2 separate regions of the Anas platyrhynchos genome follow, and region 1 is linked to region 2. The links are chromatin contacts, called in public Hi-C maps. All regions are on one chromosome and are shown on one strand. The core of a region is the stretch at or near the end of the contact, and the rest is flanking DNA. Distances in the headings are between cores, read along the strand shown. Region 1 holds the start of PNRC1 (proline rich nuclear receptor coactivator 1). Region 2 holds the start of RRAGD (Ras related GTP binding D).

Region 1 (3,672 bases), core at 1,142-3,641, 170 kb before region 2:
GGTAATTAAAAAAAAAATAAAAAATTAAAAGCTAATCATTTTGTAAAGATTTAGTATTGTGCACATTTAGAAGTTCTGTGTATCATAGTGTCTGTCTCTCACTCACCAGTGGGTCTGATGAGGCTATGGGGGTGCTGGCTGTACACACTATAAACCTATCGACTCCTCAACCAAAAGTTACGGGACTTGTGCATTATTTCTAGATTCCTTTTCTCCAATGTTTTGGGAGCCACTGGTCACCTAAAGCACCACTGTACATATTCAGGGTCACAGTGATTATTTTTCTGTCAAAATCCAGTTGCAAAGACATTTGTAATATAAACAGCTTACTAAGAAGCACTGCCTAAAAGCCCAGTTGCATAGGAACCACAGCTAGTGGAGAATCTCTCTCAAGCCTCAGTGGAAATACTGATACAGCAAAATGACTTCGGCATACAGTGATGTGTATACAAAAGCTTCAAGCTAAGTAAATTCTTCCAAAGTATTTACTTTATGCCAGTCATACACCCGTCTAATGCCATAATGTACACATATTCCTCATCAAACTAAATGTTTCATATTGGACAGAAATCACAGCATCATTTCACAGTGACATCACTCAAAATTTCTACGAGAACTGTAGAAACTGAGAGAGGCAGAACGTATTTTATCTGAAGGCTTTTATTTAGTAGTTTGTACCTCAGATAGCTCTTATCCAGATCTCAATTCTATCCCGTGGATTTTATATTATTCTCAGAAAGTGTTTTGGTGAATCGAATTGTCTTATCTGCCCTTACAACTGCGTCCTGTAAGACAGCAGCATTCTCCCCATTTGTTAACTGTAACAGCATGAGAATTGTTTCAGTCAGGCACTAAGTGTCAACTACAAAGACCCACGTACGCCCGTAAACATCAAGAAAGCGTTCACAACTTCAGGTTCAATCAGAAATAAATACTGACAGCTGCTTCGGATTCAGGTTGCTTAGTTTTCCCTAGCCCTCAACAAACAGCAAGCGTAAGGCATGTGGAGTCCAAATTCTTTAATGGAGCTTAAGCTACGGAGCGCTGCGGGCGGTTGGCCAGGCCGTTTACACCGAGACCCTTTCCCTTCACCAGTTGCCAAGCTTCCTCCAGCCCCAGGCTGTGGCAGGCCATGAGGACAGGGGGCCCAAAGCCACCGTGTGCGAGGCCGGGGGGCTGAGACCGGCTCCTGGGTGGCTTCGAGGGGCCGCGGGCAGGTGGCCCACCCCGCTCGGTCGCACCCCCGGTGCAGCAGCGGGTGCGGCGCTACTTGCAGAGCCCCTCGAGGCGCTCCAGGGTGCCCTTCATGTCTCGGATGCGCTTGGCCAGGGCGGGCACGGGCTGCATGGCGCGGTCCAGCTCCTCGCAGCGGGCCACCAGCGCGTACATGGCGCGGATGCTGAGGTCGGCCGCCTCGCCCAGGCTCTCCACGCCGTCGCGGTAGGTCTGGATGCAGCCGACGCTGAGCGCCGTCAGGGCCTGCAGCCCGCAGTGCACGCCCCGCAGCAGCTCGTCCACCTGCGCCGCCACCTGCCCGGCCAGGGCCACCACGTCCTGCAGCGCCCCGGGGTCGATGGCGGGGATGGAGCTGGCCCCGGCTGCGGCTCCGGCTCCAGCTCCGGGCCCAGCCCCCGGTGCAGGGCCCGGTGCCGGCTGCTCGCCCCGCGGGGCGCCGCTCAGGCGGATGCGGCGCTCCAGGTTGTTGGCCACGAACTGCGTGAGCCGCCCCTCGCGCAGCACCGTCCCCTCCAGCTCCAGGGCGCTCGCCAGCGTGGCCCGCCGGCCCTCCGAGGGGGGCTGCGGCCTCCCCGCCGCCACCCCTGCTGCTGCGGCCGCCGCTCCGGTGCTGCCGGCGGCCAGGCTCAGCGCCTCCAGGCTCCGCCCGTCCCGCTCCGCTCCCTCCCGGGCCGGGGCCGGGGCCCCCGGAGCCCCCTCAGCGCCCGGTGCCGGCGGCTCCATGGCGAGCACCGCGTGCCCCGCCGGGAGCGCGCCACCCCCCCCAGGGCGCGCCCCCGCCGCCTGTTTACGTCGCCTCCGATTGGCTCCGAGGCCTTCGGGGGCGTGGCCTCCGGGCGGTGGGGCGCCTCGCGATTGGCCGGCGGTGCTGGCGAGGGGAGCGGCTGGCCCCGCCCCCCCGCCCCGCTCCTCGGGTCCGTGCCTCGGAGACTGGGGAGTGCCCCTTGTTTGTGTGCGCGCCGATTGGGCGGCCTGCGGAAGCGGGCGGGGCCCCAACTGTTTGTGTCGCTGCCGATTGGCCGAGGCGGGGCCAGCGCGGCGGCCGGCCGGCGTGGATTGGTCGATCCCGGCGGGGAGGCGTGGCGCTGGCGGCTTCCCGGCGCGCCGATTGGTTGGAGGGCGGAAGGGGGCGGGGCCGTGCCGTGTAACAACACAGGGGCGCTGCTGGCCGCTCGCTCACTCCCCGCCATGTTCTCCTAGCAGCAGCCCCGACCGCGCCACCCTCCCCGCCCGCACCGCCCCGGCAGCCGCTCCCCGGCCCCTCTCCCGTCCGCAGCTCCGGGCCCCCGCCTCCCTCCCACCATGGTCACCACCACGGCGCCGCCGCCCTTCCTGGCTCGCATCTCGTCGGGCGCCGACGACCCCCGGCGGCTGCCCTCCGGCCTCCTGCAGCGCCTGCGGCGGGGGGACAGCAACTGCGAGAACCAGCCCGGCTGCTGCCTGGCCGCCGCTGCCGCCGCCGCCGCGGGGGGGAGCGGATCGCGGCCGGCGCTCAAGAGGGTGAGGCGGAGGAAGGGCAAGCTCCGGCCGGGCCCCGCGGGGCTGCTGCCCAGCCGCTACCAGCAGTACCAGCAGCACCGCGCCGGCCTGGGCAGGAGGACGCCGCTGGCCGCCTACGGCCCGGGGGAGCTGCGCGCTCCCCCAGCTCCCGGCGTGGCTGCCACCCCTCCGGAGGAGCCCCCCGCGGCCGCCCCTTCGAGAGCCGCGCCCGGCAGAGCGCTGAGGAAGGAGGTAGGGGAGGCGCTCGGGCACTTCTCGCTACTTTTATCCCCGTTTTTTACATTGTGAGGGGGGGGGCCGCTTGTTGGCAGCCGGAGCGCGGGGGGGGAGCTCCTCGCCCCCCTCCCTCCGCCCTGCGTGTGAGGGGCGGCGGCGGCGGAGTTTCCGTTACGTCCGTTGAGGTGGGGGGGGGAGCGAAACGGCCGCCGCTGATTGGTCGGCGCCGTCCAATGGGCGGCCGCCGCTGCGCCCAGCAACAGCCGGATTTAGCCTGCTGGCCGCGCGCCAACCGCCCCTGCGCGCGCAGGGCGGGGACGTGCGCGGGGCGCAGCGCCCCATGGCGGCCGGGGGGGGCTCTGAGGGGATAAGGGGGGGGGGCTGTGATGGTGGGCTGTGATGGCGGCCGGGTCTGGCCCTAGAGGACGGCAGGGGGCCGGAGGAGCCCTGAGGGAGGCTGCCCTCGAGGAGAGAGGGCTTGGCCGCTGATGCGAGGTCTTTGTCTGCGCAGGTCTTGAAGAATAAGATGGGAAAGTCTGAGAAGGCGGCGGCCCCCCACAGCCCGCCCGTTCACGGTTTCCACCTGTGTGAGCAACCGAAGATCAACAGGCAGAAGGGCAAGTGCGGCGTGCCGCTGGCCAAGATCGCCTCCGCCAAAAAGATGGAGAGCTTCTGGCAAGACTCGGTGTCGGCAGAAATAATCCCCAAGCCAGAGAAGAA
Region 2 (3,836 bases), core at 116-2,615:
GGAAGGAAATTCTTGCGGCCAAAGAAAAACTCGGAACCAGAAGACCTGGCTCTCCCCTGCCACAAGTGTGGCACTCAGCGAGGGTATGACTTGCGGAGTGTCTGAGGAAGTAACCTGTGAGGTTTCCTTGCTTGCAAATACGTTTTAGTGGAGCATATCAAAAAGATGACTGGGCTTTACGTGAACCAAGCCTTTAAGGTCTTTGAATACAAACCCATGTGTAAAGTCAAAAGATGAAGCAGTCATTTCAGCACAGGTCAGAGACAAGAAACCAGCACAAGGTAAGAGATGACCACCACAAAGCTCTGAATTTTCCAGCGTGCCCACAAGCACAGATTACATTTTTACTTTCGGCTCTGGCTTCCCCCTTCACTTTCAACAGCCACGCATGGGGGCTGTCCTCCTTGCACTGCCCTTTCCGTTATTCCTCTGAAATGGAAGAGAAACACTGAACTGCGAGGCTGTGACGCTGGATGTGGGACTGCTCACCGTACAGACCTGGGAAGGGGTAGGGCAGAAAATGGGAAAAGGAAAGCCCCAGAGCCCTGCAGCCCGGTTAGGTACAAAAAAATAAATAAAAATTAAATGATCCAAATCTCACGGTGCTTTTTTTAACCCTCTTTTTCAGATCCGGAGCTAACAGAAGGCCAGGGGAGCCGGAGGGTTAAAATAAGCCTCGCCTTAATCCTGCACGGGCTGCCTTCAGCTAGCCGGGACGCACAGGCACAGGGCTGTTCCTATGGGGTTCCACATTCACAGCGTCACTATGGCGAACCACCCCCATTTTTTAGCGATTTTTGTTTAATTTTCTGTTAGCGGGGAGCTGCCCCGGGACAGGGCCTGGCAGGGCCCCGCCGAGTGACAGCCGCAGCTGCGGGCCCGTCCCCCGGCAGGCCGCGGGCACTCACACGCCTCATCGCCGCCGCTCTCCGCGTCCCCGTCCGAGAACGAGCCGGCCCCGTCGGCGTAGCCGGCCAAGCCCGCGATCTCCTCCTCCTCCTCTTCCTCCTCCTCCTCGTCCCCTTCTTCCTCCTCCTCCTCCTCCTCCGGCAGCTTCCTCGGCGCCTGGCTCATGCCGGCCGCGCTCCCGCCGCTCCCCCTCTGCCTGCGGGGGGGACCCGGGTGCGGCGCGGCCGCCGCTCCCCTCCCGGCCCCTGGCGGCCCCTCACGGCCCCGCCGCTGGGCGGAGCGCGGCGCGGCCCGGCCCGGCCCGGCCTCAGCGCGCGGGCACGCGGCGAGCGCGAGCGCGCACGCGCGGCCCCGCCGCCGAGTGGTGGAGGGCGCCCGAGTTCTCCTCCCAGTCCCCCCCCACCTCACCAAGGCAGTCCTGTGAGGCAGAAACACGGCCATTAGGGGTGGAGGAGACCTCTGAGGTCCCCCTGGTCCAACCACCTCCTACCGCCACCGTCACCCACTGAGCGTGTCCCCAAGCACCACGTCCAGCCTCGCCTTCAACACCCCCAGGGATGGTGATGCTGCCACCTCCCTGGGCGACCCGTCCCAGTGCCTGACTGCTCTTCCTGAGGAGAAATGTCTCCTCATTGCCAACCTGAACCTCCCCTGGCTGTTCCCTCTAGTCCTATCACTGGTTATCTGTGAGCAGAGGCTGACCCCCAGCTCCCCACACCTCCGTTTCAAGTACCTGTAGAGACCCATGAGGTCTCCCCTGAGCCTCCTCTTCCCAAAACCAAACACCCCCAGCTCCCTCAGCCGCTCCTCACAGGACTGGTGCTCCAGACCCCTCACCAGCTTCGCAGCCCTGCTCTGGACACACTCCAGCACCTCAATGTCCTTGTAGTGAGGGGCCCAAAGCTGAACCCAGCACTCGAGGTGCAGCCTCGCCACAGCCGAGTGCAGGGGGACGATCACCTCCCTGCTCCTGCTGGCTGCACCATTCCTGACACAAGCCAGGATGCTGTTGGCCTTCTTGGCCACCTGGGCACACTGCCAGCTCACGTTCAGGCATGTTATGCAGGACAACTCAGAAAAGCTGTAGTAGTAAAAACTCCACAGGAGGATGGGATTTTTCAGCGCCGCTGCCCTCAGTGAGGCTCCTGCTCGGGGGCTCCTGGTGCTGCTCCCAATGTCTTGCTCCACCTGGGGCACTGGAGCCATCACCCCATAGTGACAGGACTGGAGAAGGTAGCACTGGGAACTGAGCTCACCATGCTCCAGCTCCATGTTTTTCTGTTTCTATCCCCTTCGTGCCGCTGTTATCAGGAGGCTTTCCAGGCTGCCCTAATCCACTTGAGATAATGGAGGAGCATTTTTTTCCATAGGGGAAGAAGGGGAGAAATCTCTTTTTATGCCATGCCATGACAAATTACCCATATGCAAATGTGTTGAAATGCCTTTCTTTCTCCTCAGCTCATCCACCAGCTTGGAAGTTTTGCCTGAACAGATTTAGTGTCCCAAAAGGCTGCGTGAAGTGTTTCAAAGTTAAGTGTGCTATCAGGAATTGGGACCGAGAGCTTTTACCAGTGAAGTTTCTAGCATTCTGTCGTGGGACGGCCCAGCGGGACATGAGTCTGTTGAAAACTCCTGACTGAAAGCGGAGACAAGTTTCCAGGTCTGTCATAAAGGGCCGTCTGTCTCACTCCGGTACCGGCTGATCGCATCTGCACCGAAAGGGCTGTTAGGTTTCAAGGCTGGCGAGGGGAAGTGAGCCTTGCCCACAAACCTGACTGACGGTATTAGGTTTCTTTTGTACAAAGAGCTATGAAACATCACCAGTCGCTGAGAATAATTTGGAGATATTAAAATGCTAAATTAGGGTGTAGAAGCTCAGGAATGACAGGGCTGATTACGATGCAGTTCTTCCCACAAATCTAATGCCAGCGACTGCCTGCTTGGCTACGGCTGCAGGTTCAGAGCCACTCAGACTCCAGGCTCAACTCCAGATAGGTTTTTTGAGTAGGGCTGAAGCATTTCTGCCAACCCCTCGGCAATGTAATCTGACCTGGGCTCTGCATCAACTTCAGGAATTACTCCTCCTCTGTCTCTGTGCCACCAAGTTGTTCTGCGTCCCCGCTGAACTTGGCTTTTTCTCTTTCTTTTTTCTCCTTTTATCTTTTTTTTCCTTTCTCTTCTTGTCTTCCTTTTTTTTTTTTTTTAATTTATTTTTTTAAATCTTTCATCATTTAACTTCACAGCCTGTAGCACATAATGAAACTGCGCCATGCCTTCAGTCACGGGACTGGCAGTAAGGGCAGGTAGACACGGGGCTGAGTCTTTGCACATACACTGTGCATAACATTGCATGTGCTTGGACTCTGTCAGAAAGGAGCCGTGTTTCACAGACAAGTCAAAAACTTTCTGTCTCAGGCAACTGAGGGAATTTATGAATTCCTCTTCTTAACAGGAAAAAAAAATAATACAAAAGTGGCTGTCTGGATTAAACAAGTTTACAGTAATTGAGCATGGGTAAGGTCCCACTGACACGCACATAAGTGAGGGAGCCCAGCCACGTCTGGGTTTGTAGGATCACGAAAGCATCTCCTCGAGCTTCTGCTAAAGGAGAAAACCTCCGTTACATTGCTTGCAGATCAATGCCAAGGAAACCTTGTCTTCCTCTACGTGTTAACTTCTTGTTTCTCAGCCGTAATGACCAAACACAAAGCAGTCCTGTAGGTGGGACTCCTTTAACACAAATCTCACGGGTTGCTCGCATTGCACCTGCAGCAAGGAGAGGGCTGGGTCCCCCCGGCCTCTCACCTGGGGGCCACCCCCTTGCCCCCCTTCCCCGCTGCAAGCCCCGGGCCCGCCGTGGCGCTGCCGCTGGGTGTCGCCCTCGCAGCGGGCACGGCCCCGGCGCCGCCACCGCCACCACCTCCGGG

What was found. A called contact is a pair of places that touch in the nucleus more often than the background predicts.
Region 1: a Hi-C map of skeletal muscle shows a contact between it and region 2, with 2.1 times the contacts expected there. The contact joins the promoter of PNRC1 here to the promoter of RRAGD in region 2.

Annotation. Positions count from the first base shown.
Region 1 is chr3:82,690,529-82,694,200 of IASCAAS_PekinDuck_T2T, reverse strand. It overlaps PNRC1 (proline rich nuclear receptor coactivator 1), which reads left to right and starts at 2,391. Exons shown (of 2, transcript XM_027454913.3): 1 at 2,391-2,967; 2 at 3,464-3,672. The coding sequence starts at 2,539.
Region 2 is chr3:82,518,853-82,522,688 of IASCAAS_PekinDuck_T2T, reverse strand. RRAGD (Ras related GTP binding D) reads right to left here and starts at 1,365. Exons shown (of 7, transcript XM_027454908.3): 1 at 909-1,365. The coding sequence starts at 1,350. ANKRD6 (ankyrin repeat domain 6) reads left to right here and starts at 3,747. Exons shown (of 16, transcript XM_072036191.1): 1 at 3,747-3,836.